2 separate regions of the Sus scrofa genome follow, and region 1 is linked to region 2. Evidence: chromatin contacts called from public HiChIP or PLAC-seq data. All regions are on one chromosome and are shown on one strand. Each heading gives the region's core, a stretch centred on a gene start, on an enhancer-like site or on the middle of the called end of the contact. The rest is flanking DNA. Distances are from core to core; before and after follow the strand shown.

Region 1 (6,839 bases), core at 3,071-5,570, 190 kb after region 2:
CGGGCTGGGCTGCCTGAGGACCACGCTCGGGGGGGCAGGGGCTAGGGGGGGGACACGCCGCACACCTCAGCGTTTCGCTGACAGATTTGTTTCTAGTCCCACCACCTCCTCCAAGGAACGAGGCCACTGTCCCCATCACGGAGCCGCGGGGAGTGGGGGCGGCGGTCCCGAAGGGGAGGTCAGACACTGGGTCTGGCGCTTTGGGGCGACAGCGGAGCCGAACCCTACCTTCACAAAGTACCTCAGCTCTGAGGGGGCCACGAAGACATCGGGGGTGACAGGCAGCTGTGCGTGGGCATAGAAATGCTCATAGTCGATGGCCACGTCCTCCTGGGGAGGGTAGAGCGGGTAGTAGCTGCCGAGCAGAGAGAGGCCGTCAGCAGCAGCTGACCTGGGCACCTCCCCAGATGGGGCCCCGTGTCACCGTCTCTGTCCCAGACCGTCTCTCCCCGCCCTCTGTTTGGGGGATGGAACGCGGGCCTGTCACCGCAGCGTGGGGTTCCCTGGCAGTGGTCTGGGGAAGGCTCTCCTGGTCAAGTGCGTGAGAGCCCCGAGACCCCACCGCACTCTGCTCACGGCCATTCCAGCGAGCGGGCTCACCTCCTCTGGGTCAGGATGTGCTTGAGGATCCGGCTGAATCTGTCCGAAGTTCCGGAAGAACTGGGGAAGGGGGAAAGGCGAGAAACGGCACATGGAAACTTGTCTTTCAGCGCCCGTTTCTCTGTGGGGACAATTTATTAAACAAGGGAGAAGGGACATGGCCAAGGCGTGTGACAAGAAGGTACCTTTGGGGCAGTTTAAAGACCTGCCTGCAAACAGCTCGGGCTGTTGAGCAGGACCCTGGGCTGAGAGGGGAAAGTGCAAGAATCCCTTGCGATTGGGCCGAGGCAGCCGCGACCGGCCCGCGCTGTGCAAGAGCCCGCCGAGGCTGCACGGGCGCGCGGCCAGCTGGAGCCGGGTGACCCCCGCGCCGCAAACCCGAGCCAACCAGCACACACCCGTCTCGCTTAACACGTGAGTGTCCCCACGCCTTCCCATCACGGGCCCCCAGAGAACCGAACCGCCAAACAGCTCTGGTCCTCGGCTAACAGAGCTAAGCACGGCTCTGGGGGGCAGAAATATCCTGCAGGGCAAATTCACGGCCACCCTCCGTAGGCAGGGACATCTTATTTAGGTCACGAATGTGGCAAAGGAAGAAAAGGAGATGAGGAGTTCCCGTCGTGGCCGTGGCTCAGCAGGGATGAACCCAGCTAGGATCCTTGAGGACACAGGCTCCATCTCTGGCCTCGCTCAGTGGATTAAGGATCCAGTGTTGCTGCGAGCTATGGTGTAGGTGGAAGATGCGGCTCGGATCCTGCGTCGCTGTGGCTGTGGTGGAGGCCGGCAGCTGTAGCTCTGATTTGACCCCCAGCCTGGGAACCTCCACATGCTGCAGGTGCGGCCCTGAAAGAAAAAAAAAGGAAAAAGAAAAGGAAAAGCAGATGAACCTCTCTGACTATAAATTAAGTGCAAAGACAGAATGGATGGGGTTCTTCAGTGTCTCACATACTGTGGAGATAAGTGGTGACAGAGACACATGCGTCCACCGGCTCCCCTTGGGGCAAAAAACCTAATGGCCAAAGGGTTTGGCAGAAAGTGCTGCCCTAAGGATGCCTGCTCCAGACTCAGCCGAGCAGCCTCGGCCGAGGAGAGGACCAGGATCCAGAGCGCTGCGTCTTGCCTGCTGGACTGAAACACACGTCTCACCTGCTGATCTCCTCGGCCCCCATGTGAAACAGCAGATCGGTGGACGTTAAGCCAAAGATCATCCCATTTACCGAGAGGGTGCAGGGCTCCGGCACGAACTGCACTCGCTGAAATGAGAAGGTGGGACAACGTCTGCACACTGAAGCCAGAAACTTCTTCCCCGTGACAGCAGGGTGTCTCCAAGGGCTGAGGAGACCAAGCCAACGCACAGAAAATTACCCACTTGCCTGTTACTGTTATTTTTTGTCTTTTTAGGGCCGCACCTGCGGCATATGGAGGTTCCCAGCCTAGGGGTCCAATCGGAGCTACAGCTGCCAGCCTACACCACAGCCACAGCGATGCTGGATCCGAGCCGCATCTGTGACCTACACCACAGCTCACAGCAACGCCGGATCCTTAACCCACCGAGTGAGGCCAGGGATGGAACCCGCAACCTCATGGTTCCTAGTCGGATTTGTTTCCGATGCACCACGACAGGAACTCCACACTTGCCTGTTATGAGAAAGCAGGCCCCATGCACGCCTCCAAAGGGCACTCCCACCCACTTGTGGGCAGAGCGGGGTCGCCTCTGGTGCACGGGACTCTGGCTGCCTGCTGATTGGGAGGTGCTGATTGGGGGGAGCGCTGGTACCTTTTTGTCCTCTCGAGGCAGGTCAGAGCAGCTGAAGGGAGGCTGCGGGTACACAGGCTCGCGGTGCACGTCCCTCAGCGACGGGACAAAGACCAGGTGGGAGCCGGAGCTGCATCGTCAGAGGAGGAAGGAAGGTGCATGCGGGTGAGTCAGAACAGCTGGGTGACAACTTCAGGGGACAGGGCTGACCCCAGACCCCACCTCCAGGAGGACTTCCAGGAGGGAACTCCTCTACGAAGAGAGGGGCTGCTCCCCACGGGAGGCGGGAATGAAAGGCGGCCTGTCCCCGTGGACACACAACCGCTTTGATGGGGCTCAGGTCACCCAGGAGCGCTTTCTCCTGACTGCGTGACGTGTGTTCCCCTCTCTGGAGGGGAAGGGGGCTACTGGCTGGGAGAAAAGGGGGGAAAGGATTTGAGAGCCAGGAAATCTAGAAAGATAAAGATGTGACCACAAATCCTCAGAGCCAGACTGAAGCCAAAGTTCTGCCTCTTCACACCGTGTGAACAGATGTGGCTTTGAGGCGTCACGTAGCCTCCCTGCCTGGGGGCTCTTCCCTAGGGAGGGACAGGCTGCTAAGTGGGTCTGGGGACACGACCGGCTTTCCGGAAGCCTGCCCTCCCCTCTCTCTGGGGGAATCAGGGCCCTGGGTTTCTATTTCTTAGCAGACGGCCATACAAAAACGAAAGCAGTGTCTACCAGCAGGAGTAAAAGCAGAGATGGCAGATGTTTCCTTTGATGGAGGCAGGAGGAGAATCTCTAGAGTTACAACATACAAGGGAAGAAAAACCCCATGACTCGGGGGGCCAGTCCTTTGTCCCCTGCACAAAAGAAAGGGGTGAGACACCTCCGTCTCCTTGTCCCTGCAGCTGTCCTTGGCCGAGGGGCCCATGATAAACCAAACAGGCGGAACATGTCACTCTGGGGGCTCTCATGTCTAGCGCCCTCTCCTGCTAAAAATGCTGTGGTTTTGCAGAGGCAGGGGCAGGTACCTGTGCAGGTACGATACGGAGCTGCTTCCTCAAGTGGGATCAAGGCGTTGGTGACTGTTGTCACACTTATTGTGTGTTTGCCATGCCTGCTCAAAGTGTGAACTGAGATTTCTGTCCACAAAGGTACCGTGCCTACAACTTACAGTCCCTTTGACATGGAAAGGTTCCCCGTAAAAAAGAAAAGAAAAAGAAGAGTCCCTCGTAACTACCCAAGTCCACCTATTTGGGCGCTGAAGTCCGGCAAACGGGTTGGGGGTGACCAGAAGGGGACGGTCCGAGCTCCAGGTCCCCAGGGACACAAGGGGCAGGGGCACAGCTGGCCGCCGTTAGGAGACGGAACTGCTGTTTCCGTGCAGGCGCTGGCAGAGCAATGGTTAAGGAAGAAAGGGCCCCGGTGCTCAGGGTTATACAGCGGCTGCAGGGGGAGGGAGCGAGAGAAAATTCCAACTATGCTGAGCGTTGCACAACCTCATACATCATGGTGGGCGGGTCCTGGCCGCTCCCTCAGCTCCGCTGGGCTCTAGGGAGGGAGGAAGTGCTTCCTCGCAGGCTCTGGTTTTCACTGATAAACCAGCTTAATGCATTGCATTTCTGACCTCTCAGAATAAAAATAACCCCCCCCCAGGAGGGCCGAATTTTGGGAAGGGCGGGGCAGCCCCCTCCCCCTGGCGCACAGATGAAAGTGCCTGGCGGTGCTGGGCGCTCACCCCGGGGAACAATGCCGGGCTTGTTCTTTGTTTGTGCCGCTGCTGTCAATACCACAAGGGCTGAGGAACCCAAAACAGAACCCAATCTCAAATGGAAAGCACCCAGCCGGCGCTGGGGCCCTGCCCCGCAGTCCCTGCCTCTCCCGGAGGGGACCAAGGGCTGGCCAACCAGGGACACCTGCTAGGGTCTGCCAATCTCCAGGTCACAACCAGCCTGGAGGGAAGAAGGAAGGCGCTTGTGACATCTCACTGGAGCGGGGGCAGATCCAGCGGCCGGCTGGCACTGGCGTGACTCAAGTCCCCTGACTCTGGGTCAGCGAGGGGGTTTTCCCCCGTCCTTCCGAGAGGCCTACGACACTGGCCTGCGCTGCTGGTACAAGGAGGTTGAATCACAGCTAACTGACTCTGGGATCAGTTCTCACGGCCCACGGGCGGAAGATCATACATCTTGTTTTAAAAACCACCTTTGTTGCGGACTTATTTTTAAAGGCTTAGCCTGGGGAATGTTGGCTCTTGATGAGCTCAGCTACAGGGCGGACAATTCCCAGAGGAGATGATCCAGGACTTACAGGACTTCCTCTCGAACCCTGGTGCTGGAGGGAAGCGGCAGGAAGTGGGGCGTCAGCTTCCTGACAACCTTTCTATTCTGGCTTTAGGCCCTTCCTGGAGCAGAGGCTTTTCCTCCCAACCCAGCCGCCCGTGGCTCCTCGCCGCTGAGAGCCGGTCCTTGGGTCTGCGGCGAGGACTCAGGACCTCTACCCTCTCGAGAGCTTATACGAAGCCCATGAAACGAGAGAAGCACGGCCTCAGGGAAGGACTTGGGTCCAAACGCTCCCTCTCACAAGACCTTAGGCCCCAGGATTTTGCTGTGTAAGTCATCCAACACTCCTCAGCCTCGCCTGGGAAGATTCCCACGGAAGATGGGTTTACCCAAAAGGGAGTGAGAAAAGGAAGTAAAGAAAGAGCAAGGGAAGAAAGAAAGCCTGTGCAGCCTTTTCCTTTCAAGTGTGTTTATCTTTGTGTTTTAAAGAGATGCCTCTTCACTGGCATCTACACACTTGAAGTTCAAGAGTTCCATCTGATCTCTGAGTTCAAAGGATGAAAGGATGGGAACTACCGTGACTTTTGGACAGTTTCAGTTTCTTAATGGGAGGCCCCAGGGGAGCTTAGGAGTGTGAGGCTCTGTCCAGCATTGGGAAATCTGACCTTCGTGTCCCCTCGATAATGGTTCGCAGACATTGCTTGAAAACATCTTCAAATGGGCTTGTCAGTAGACAGCTCTGCAAGAAAAAAAAAAAGACAGATTTACAGGGTAAACTGCTGCTTATTCACTCGTGCGGTGACGCTGGGCTCCAGCTGCTGAGTGAGGAGCTCAAGGAAGGAGACACGACGATGGAAAAGACGGGCCCTCTGGCCTCCAGGAGTGAGTCTGGTTGGGGGCAGGAAAGGACACGGGGGCACAATTCATCCTCCTGAATGTAGCTGAGGGAAAGACGAGGAAGAAGGGTTTTCTGGAGAAGGTACAAATCTCCCGAGACAGAGGGAGGTGAGGTCCTCAGAAGGGCCATTTGTTTTTGTTTTTGCTTTGTGGGGACGCGCCTGCGGCATATGCATCTAGGCTAGGGGTCGAATCAGAGCTGCAGCTGCCAGCCTACACCACGGCCACACCACCACCAGATCTAAGCCATGTCTGCACACCTACACCACAGCTCATGGCAACATCAGATCCTTCACCCACTGAGAGGGCCAGGGGTCGAACCCGTACCCTCACGGATACTAGTTGAGTGTGTTACCACTGAGCTACAAGGGGAACTCAAGACGGGCCATTTGCGTTTTATGCGCAAAGGACAACAAGATGTGCGTCACGGAGCTGGAGCAGCCAGGACGGCACTCTCAGAGGCACAGCTCCAGGACCCGCAGCTCCTGCCTCACACTCGAGGGGGACCAGGACTCGATATCTGTACTCCTCCCCTTACACCCTCCCCGCCACCCATGTAAGTTGTTACAGGTGCAGGGTAAACTCCAGGAGGTGAAAGTAAGAGCATCTCCCGCAGCCCAGCCCGGTCACTTACCTCCACCTGTTCATGCTTAGCATCCAGGAAAGGTCCAAACTGCAGATGAGCCCGAGGGGGGGGAACAAAGGTACCAAAAGAACAAATCAGAACTGCACGTGTCTGCGAGCGCCCTCGGGTACCCTCTGCAAGCAGTTCTCTGCCCAGGGTCCACTTGTCCCTCCAAGGTCTCCCTAGAGCCTGGGACAGGGAGCAGATGGGACGGGGGCGCCCGGCCAACATCCCAGGCAGAAGGACATCCCCCTGGATGAGGGGACCACTGGGGCCCCATAACGATACTGGGATCTTTTCTTTTTCAACCCAGCAAAGGAAGTCTAGCTCTGCGCAGCAGTACGTTGGGAATTCAAGAGTGATGAGCTCACAACAGGAGTGAGGAGACAGGCAAGAAACTGGGGCATCGATGAAGAGCGGCACCGAATTTTGGGCCTTTGGACGAAGCCTGTCCAAACCCTACCGAAGACGTAGACCAAGAACTAAAACATATTTTTTAAAAGGAGGGGAGTCTGACACTCTTCCTACTAATTGAGAACCGCATTGGACCTTGTTCGTAGCCCGACTCCCCAGTTTCCCGGCTGGAGCCTCCCCAAGTGAAGCCGTCTCAGGAGGGCCCCTACCAGGATGCAGACGTCCGGCCGGTCGCGGTTGATGACGGTGATCAGGTCGAGCAGGGGCTCGAAGGCGATGCTGTCTG
Region 2 (7,561 bases), core at 159-2,658:
AAATGTCCATCAGAAAGGGCGCGATTGTGGAGTTCCCATTGTGGCTCAGTGATTAATGAACCCACCTGGTATCCATGAGGACATGGGTTCCATCCCTGGCCTTGTTCAGTGGGTTAAGGATCCGGCGTTGCCATGAACTGTGGTGTAGGTTGCAGACACGGCTAAGATCCTGCATTGTTGTGGCTGTGGTGTAGGCTGGCAGCTACAGCTCCAATTGGACCCCTAGCCTGGGAACTTCCATATGCCGCAGGTGCGGCCCTAAAAAGACAAAAAAAAAAAAAAAAAGGAATGGCGAGATTCAAAGCTTCATCCATCCTGTGGAACCACAAGAGTTGGAAAGAAGGAGGCTGCAGTACAGGTATTGACTTGGAGATGGGATAATCATGGCAGCCTTATTACACCACGAACATCAGGACATCAGGCACTGAGTGTTTTCCCGGCAGGATCTCCTCTGATCTTCCTAACATGAGGGACCTGTACCAGTCCTAAAGAAACCACAAAGTGATTTGAGCAGGGAAAGTCTACATAAAGAATTATTATCTGGGAGTTCCTATTGTGGCTTAGCGGGTTAAGAATCTGACATAGTGTCCAGGAAGATGCAGGTTTGATCCCTGGCCTCTCTCAGTGGGTTAAGGATCCCGAGTTGCTACAAGGTGCTGTGTAAGTCACAGTATCGACTTGGATCTGGCACTGCTGTGGCAGTGGCTTGGGGAGCACGCCCGGGGTGGGGGGGTAAGGCATGACCCCTAGTCTGGGAACCTCCATATGCCACGGATGCAGCCCCCAAAAGACCAAATAAATAAATAAGTAAAAATAAAAGAGAGAGAGAGAGAATAAAGAAAACTCTAAAGAATATAGAAATAGCAAATACAAGGAGCAGCCCCCACCCCTAGGCTGAGACAGATCACACCTGCTGCCCCACGTCTGAGAACCAGACTTGGTTGGAGAGGGAACGGCTCAAGCTCATTGGATAGTGCAGAACTACCCGGTCGTGGCCCAGCGGAAACGAATCCAACTAGGAACCATGACGTTGCGGGTTCGATCCCCGGCCTCTCTCAGTGGATTAAGGATCCAGTGTTGCCCTGAGCTGTGGTGTAGGTGGCAGATGCGGCTCGGATCCGGCGGTTGCTGTGGCTCTGGCGCAGGCCGGCAGTAACAGCTCTGATTAGACCCTTAGCCTGGGAACCTCCATGTGCCGCGGGTGCGGCCCTAAAAAGATCAAAAGACAAAAAAAAAAAAAAGAAAGAAAGAAAAAAAGAGAGCCACCTGGGGTGCTGGGGAAAGCTGTGTATGGGGAAATGTTTCACTAGGGGCGTTCCAAGCCTCCCACCGCGGTGGTAAAGGCTGCCAGTCACCTGCACAGCAGGAACCCTGCGCGGACAAATCTGCCCCGAGGACTTGAACTGGACAAGGTGGCTCCCGCTGCGGCGGAAGCCGCCGAGAGCGGCGCCTCAAAACCCGGAAGCAAAACCTCTTTCTCAAGCGGTGTCTGTTAGCGCCCTCTACTGGCCACATTGAACGTTGTGCCCATCTGGCAAAGCAAAATTATTTAAAGGGCTCACTCAGATCCATACTCACAGAGCAGGCGAACCTGATGAATTGGGATCCGAGAGTCAGTAAGTTAATAACTGGCACATACGCATTCGTTTCACTTTTACAGATGAGGAAACTGAGGCTCCAGAGAGGGGAGGCAGCACAACAAGTGCTAGGGTTTGTTTTGCTCTATCAAAGCATTTAGAAAGCAGCTTGCAAAATTATCCGTATGTCATTACTGTAATACTCCATTTAATCATAAATATGCATAGACATAATCTCCAGTATGAAGGACTACATACCGAATGCCACGCTTTTCCTTCAGGACATGGGGATTACAGGGAGTTCTCCTTGCTATGTTATTAGGTTGAACAGTATGAAATTCCTGTGTTTATTGGTCAAAATAGTGAAACAGTCGCAAATTCATACAGTTCAACATAATACTTATTTCTGTGATGTAATGCTTGAAGTTTTCACAATAAATGTGAATTTCTTTTGTAAACAGGAAACTATTTGTCTATATGCATATATGATTACATATACATGCATATATACATATAATTTCATTTTTATACATATAATTTCATCATACATATATGTCATTATATTTTTCATTATAAAAATGTATATAATATAAATGTATTATATATGCATATATGTATGTTTTGGAAAGTCCCACCTCCAACTGTCTCTTGCTCGTGGTGGTATCTTTCCCTCCAATAAAATAGAAACTTTAGGAGTTCCTGTCGTGGTGCAGTGGAAACTAATCTGGCTAGGAACCATGAGTTTGTAGATTCAATCCCTGGCCTTGCTCAGTGGGTTAAGGATCCGGTGTTGCTGTGTAGGTCACAGACACGGCTTGGATCTGGCATAGCTGTGGCTATGGGGTAGGCCAACAGCTGCAGCTCTGATTTGACTCCTAGCCTGGGAACTTCCATATGCTGCAAGTGCGGTGCTCAAAAGCAAAAAAAAAAAAGCGAAAAAGTTACTTTGGCTTCATTACTATTACCTTTCCAAAAAAAAAAAAGATTCTGTGGCTTTTGTTGTGTTTTTATGCTTATTTTTTTGGTTAGCAACTGTGATGCCTATTAAAAAAAAAAAAGCTGTTTATGGTTCTGGCCTGTCGTGGCAGGCAGAATAATGACCCCCTGAAAATGTCCATATCCTGTTCTCAAAACCTATGAATATGTTACTTGACAAAGGGGAATTAAGGTTGTAGATGGAATTGAGTTTATTAATCAGCTGCTCTTAAGATAGATTATTCTGATTTTTCCCTTGTGGGCCCAATGTAATCCCAAGAGTCCTTGAAACTAAAGAGACACAACCTGAAGCCAAAAACACATAAAAAGATGCTCAACATCACTAATTATTGGAGAACTGCAAATCAAAACTTGGAGTTCCTTGCCAAGGGGAGGGGGAGGGAGTGGGGTGGTTGGGGAGCTTGGAGTTAATAGATACAAACTATTGCCTTTGAAATGGATGAGCAATGAGATCCTGCTGTGTAACACTGGGAACTATGTCTAGTCACTTATGATGGAGCAGGATAATGTGCAAAAATAGAATGTGTAAATGTATGTGTAACTGGGTCACCATGCTGTACAGTAGGAAAAAAAATTGTATTGGAGAAATAACTATTTAAAAAATTACTTATCTGAATCCAAAGTTAAGAAAACGACAACAGAAAAAACCTTGGAGTTCCCATTGTGGCTCAGCTGTAAGCAACCCAACTAGTATCCATGAGGATGCAGGTTCAATCCCTGGCTCTGGTTAGTGGGTTAAGGATCCGGCACTGCTGCAAGCTGTGATGTAGGTCCCAGACTCGGCTCGGATCTGGCATTGTGGTGGCTCTGACGTAGGCCAGCAGCTGTATCTCCAATTCAACTCCTAGCCTGGGGATGTGATGTTTGACAAAGTGCCAATATCTCTGCTTTTGGCTTATCTGACGACAGTTGTCTATAGCTAAAAATCTTTTCCAACTGATTCCCATTTGAATTGGGCAAGGTGGGACCAGGATGGGGACGTAGGCAGATCACGGGAGGCTCCTCGGTCAGGTCATGGAGGCTGACTATCTGGGAGAAACAGGACTACTGAAGGAGTGGCACGATCAGATGTGCTCCTTAGAAACACCTATCACGGAGTTCTCTGGTGGCCTAACAGCTAAGGATCTGGTGTCGGTACAGTGGCTGTGGCCCAGGAAGTTCCACACGCCATGGGCACAGCCAAAAAAGAAGCATCTATTCAGCAACAGCCTAGGATAGGACTGGACGGAGCAGAAGCATCATGTGGAGAACACCCAGGAGGGCTGTGGATGGTCAAGGCAGGGAGCCCGGGCCAGGGCGGGGGCGGTGGGCATGCGAAGCATGGAGGGAGAGCCAGCGAGAGGGAAGCAAGGGACTGCTGGGCAGGTGGGCTGTGGGTATCAGAGGGTGGCTGGAGGCCAGCCAGGATCTGCACGGGAACCCTAAGGGGAGTCTGGGAAGGTGGATGAACAGGGAGCAGACCAGGGCCTGGAAGACACCCTGGCAGCAGAACCTTGGGGAGATGTCACGTTGGGCTCTACTTCGAGACTTGAGCTGCCAGGACTTCCCGTCGTGGCGCAGCAGTTAACGAACCAGACTAGTAGCCATGAGGACTCGGGTACGATCCCTGGCCTCGCTCAGTGGGTTAAGGATCAGTGTTGCTGTGAGCGTAGTGTAGGTTGCAGACGCAGCTCGGATCCCGCTTTGCTGTGGCTGTGGCTCCAATTTAATCCCTAGCCTAGGAACTTCCATATGCTGCACATGCGGCCCTCCCTAAAAAAAAAAGGCAAAAAACGAACAAACAACTCACTTCTTTCTCGCAACATAATTATTTTGACATTTCCCCATGCTATTGTGCACATCAGTGGTTTGTTCAAGATTTTGGACATCCCTACGGGCTCAGTGGGTACAGGATCCAGCGTTGTCACTGCAGTGGCTCAGGTCATTGCTGTGGCATGAGTTCAATCTCTGGTCCAAAAATTTCCACACGTTGCAGTCATGACAAAAACAAACAAACAGGAGTTCCCGTCGTGGTGCAGTGGTTAATGAATCCGACTAGGAACCATGAGGTTGCGGGTTCGGTCCCTGCCCTTGCTCAGTGGGTTAACAATCCGGTGTTGCTGTGAGCTGTGGTGTAGGTTGCAGACGCGGCTCGGATCCAATGTTGCTGTGGCCCTGGCATAGGCCGGTGGCTACAGCTCCAATTCAACCCCTGGCCTGGGAACCTCCATATGCCGCGGGAGCGGCCCAAGAAATAGCAACAACAACAACAACAACAACAAAAAGACCAAAAAAAAAAAAACAACAACAAAAAAAACCACAACAGCAAAAAGACAGAAAAAAGTTGTAAAACTTCTGCTGTTTAAAGACACAGTCACAGGGAGTTCCCGTTGTGGCACAGCGGAAACAAATCTGGCTAGGAACCATGAGGTTGCAGGTTCAAACCCTGGCTTCTCTCGGTGGGTTAAGGATCCGGTGTTTCTGTGAGCTGTGGTGTAGGTCACAGACGCGCCTTGGATCCCGTGTTGCTGTGGCTGTGGTGTAGGCCGTCAGCTACAGCTCCAATTCAACCCCTAGCCTGGGAATCTCCATATGCTGCAAGTGCAGTGCTAAAAAGCAAAAAACAAAAAAACAAGAAAAACTTAGCCCCAGGAATTCCCATTATGGCTCAGTGGTAACGAACCCAACTAGCATCCATGAGGATGTGGGTTTGATACCTGGCCTTGCTCAGTGGGTCAAGGATCTGGCACTGCCATGAGCTGTGGTAGGTCGCAGATGTGGTTCAGATATGGCATTGCTGTGGCTGTGGAGTAGGCCATCAGCCCCAGCTCCAATTTACCCCCTAGCCTGGGAACTTCCATATGCCACAGGTGCAGCCCTAAAAAGACATAAATAAATAAATAAATAAATACACAGTCACAAAAAAATGAAAAGGCAAAGCACAAGCTAAGAGAAAATATATTCAAAACTTACGCTGGCAGGGAGTTCCCTTGTGGCACGACAGGTTAAGGATCTGGTGTTTTCACTGCAGCAGCTTTGGTTGCTACTGTGGCTTGGGTTCAATCCCTGGTCCAGGAACTTCCATGCCAGGAGCATGGCGAAAAACCTCCACATACATTGACAAGGGAATTGTATCTTGTAAATGTAAAATCTCTTATAACTCAGCAATAAAAAGATAAACATCCCCATAGCAACACTGGCGAAAAAATTAAATGAATACTGCACCAAAGAACCCATATAAACAGCAGGTAAGCACATGAAAAGATACTCATCATTGGTCATAGAGAAATGCAAATCACAGTGAGGGAGAGTTCCCTTTGTGGCTCAGCTGTAAAGAAACCAACCAGTATCCCTGAGGACTTGGGTTCGATCCCTGGCCTCAGTCAGTGGGTTAAGGATCCGGCAGGCCCTAGAAAGCAAAATAAATAAATAAATAAAGAATCGGAATAGTATCCACGAGGATGCAGGTTTGATCCCTGGCCTCGCTCAGTGAGTTAAAGGATCTGACATTGCCACAAGCTGTGGTGTAGGTGTGCAGATGAAGCTCGGATCTGGCTTTGCTGTGTCGATGGTGTAGACCAGCAGCTGCAGCTCTGATTTGACACTTAGCCTGACTTCCATAATGCCGCAGGTGCAACCTAAAAAAGAAAAAATAAATACAATTTTAAAAATCACAGTGAGATACCACTACATATTCACTAGAATAGCTAACATTTAAAGACATGATTGGAGTTCCTGCCGTGGCGCAGTGGAAACGAATCTGACTAGGAACCATGAGGTTGCCGGTTCAATCCCTGGCCTCGCTCAGTGGGTTAAGGATCCAGTGTTGCCACAGGCTGTGTGTAGGTCACAGACATGGCTTGGATCTGGCATTGCTGTGGCTGTGGCGTAGGCCAGCAGCTGTAGCTCTGATTACACCCCTAGCCTGGGAACCTCCATGTGCTGCAGGTGTGGCCCTAAAAAGACAAAAAAGACCAGAAAAGACCAAAAAAAAAAAAAAAAAAAAAAAAGGACGATCATACCAAATGCTGGTGAGTATGGAGCAGCTGGAATTCTCAACCCTGTTGTGGACATGTGAAATGGAGGAGCCACATTGGAAAAGAGTTTAGAAAATTTTCTTAAAAACTACACATCTGGAGTTCCCCTATCGTGGCTCAATGGTTAACAAATCTGACTAGGAACCATGAGGTTACAGGTTTGATCCCTGGCCTTGCTTAGTGGGTTAAGGATCCGCATTGCCGTGAGCTGTGGTGTAGGTTGCAGTCGTGGCTCGGATCCCACGTTGCTGTGGCTCTGGCATAGGCTGGCAGCTACAGCTCTGATTAGACCCCTAGCCTGGGAATCTCCATATGCTGGGGGAGCAGCCCTAGAAAAGGCAAAAAAAAAAAAAAAAAAAAAAAAAACTACACATATACCAGAGTTCTCATAGTGGTTCAGTGGTTAATGAACCCAACTAGTATCCATGAGGACACAGGTTCGATCTCTGGCCTTGCTGTGGTGAAGGTCACAGACGCAGCTCAGATCCAACATTGCTGTGGTTGTGGTGAAGGCTAGCAACTACAAATCCAATTCAACCACTAGCCTGGGAACCTCCATATGCCTCAGGTGTGGCCCTAAAAACAAACACACACACAAAAAAAAACCCCACACATATACCTATCATACAACATACCAAGAAAAAGAAAGGAGTTCCCGTCATGGCTCAGCGATTAACGAATCTGACTAGTATCCATGAGGACGAAGGTTTGATCCCTGGCCTTGCTCAGTGGGTTAAGGATCTGGCGTTGCTGTGAGCTGTGGTGTATGTTGCAGATGCTGTGTTGCTGTGGCTGTGGTATACGCTGGAGGCTACAGCTCTGATTGGACCCCTAGCCTGGGAACCTCCATATGCTACAAATGTCGCCCTAAAAAGAATGAAAGAAAGGAAAGAAAAAGGAAAATTTATATCCAGACTTGTACATAAATGTTTATAGCAGCTTTATTCATTTTTACCAAAAATAGGAAATAAC

Evidence for each region. HiChIP or PLAC-seq counts read pairs in DNA pulled down with a chosen protein or histone mark.
Region 1: a contact with region 2 is called in an H3K27ac HiChIP or PLAC-seq map of skeletal muscle, with 2.6 times the contacts expected there. The contact joins two enhancer-like sites. A contact is called at or near these places in 2 of 47 Hi-C or Micro-C datasets (retroperitoneal adipose tissue and subcutaneous adipose tissue) and 2 of 2 datasets of contacts at active chromatin or transcription factors (alveolar macrophages and skeletal muscle).

What each region holds. Positions count from the first base shown.
Region 1 is chr2:6,923,476-6,930,314 of Sscrofa11.1, forward strand. It overlaps POLA2 (DNA polymerase alpha subunit B), which reads right to left. Exons shown (of 18, transcript XM_013994111.2): 11 at 6,763-6,839; 12 at 6,149-6,187; 13 at 5,283-5,356; 14 at 2,378-2,486; 15 at 1,747-1,853; 16 at 601-660; 17 at 229-330. The coding sequence ends at 243. Among named protein-coding and RNA genes, the nearest start is that of CDC42EP2, 23 kb to the left of the region's middle. Within about 2 kb of position 4,321, at least 61 of the 83 cell types and tissues checked have an H3K27ac peak or open chromatin away from gene starts, as enhancers often do. A contact at or near this core is called in alveolar macrophages, retroperitoneal adipose tissue and skeletal muscle, where this site is marked.
Region 2 is chr2:6,740,158-6,747,718 of Sscrofa11.1, forward strand. No RefSeq gene overlaps it. Among named protein-coding and RNA genes, the nearest start is that of SCYL1, 10 kb to the left of the region's middle. Within about 2 kb of position 1,409, at least 33 of the 83 cell types and tissues checked have an H3K27ac peak or open chromatin away from gene starts, as enhancers often do. A contact at or near this core is called in alveolar macrophages, retroperitoneal adipose tissue and skeletal muscle, where this site is marked.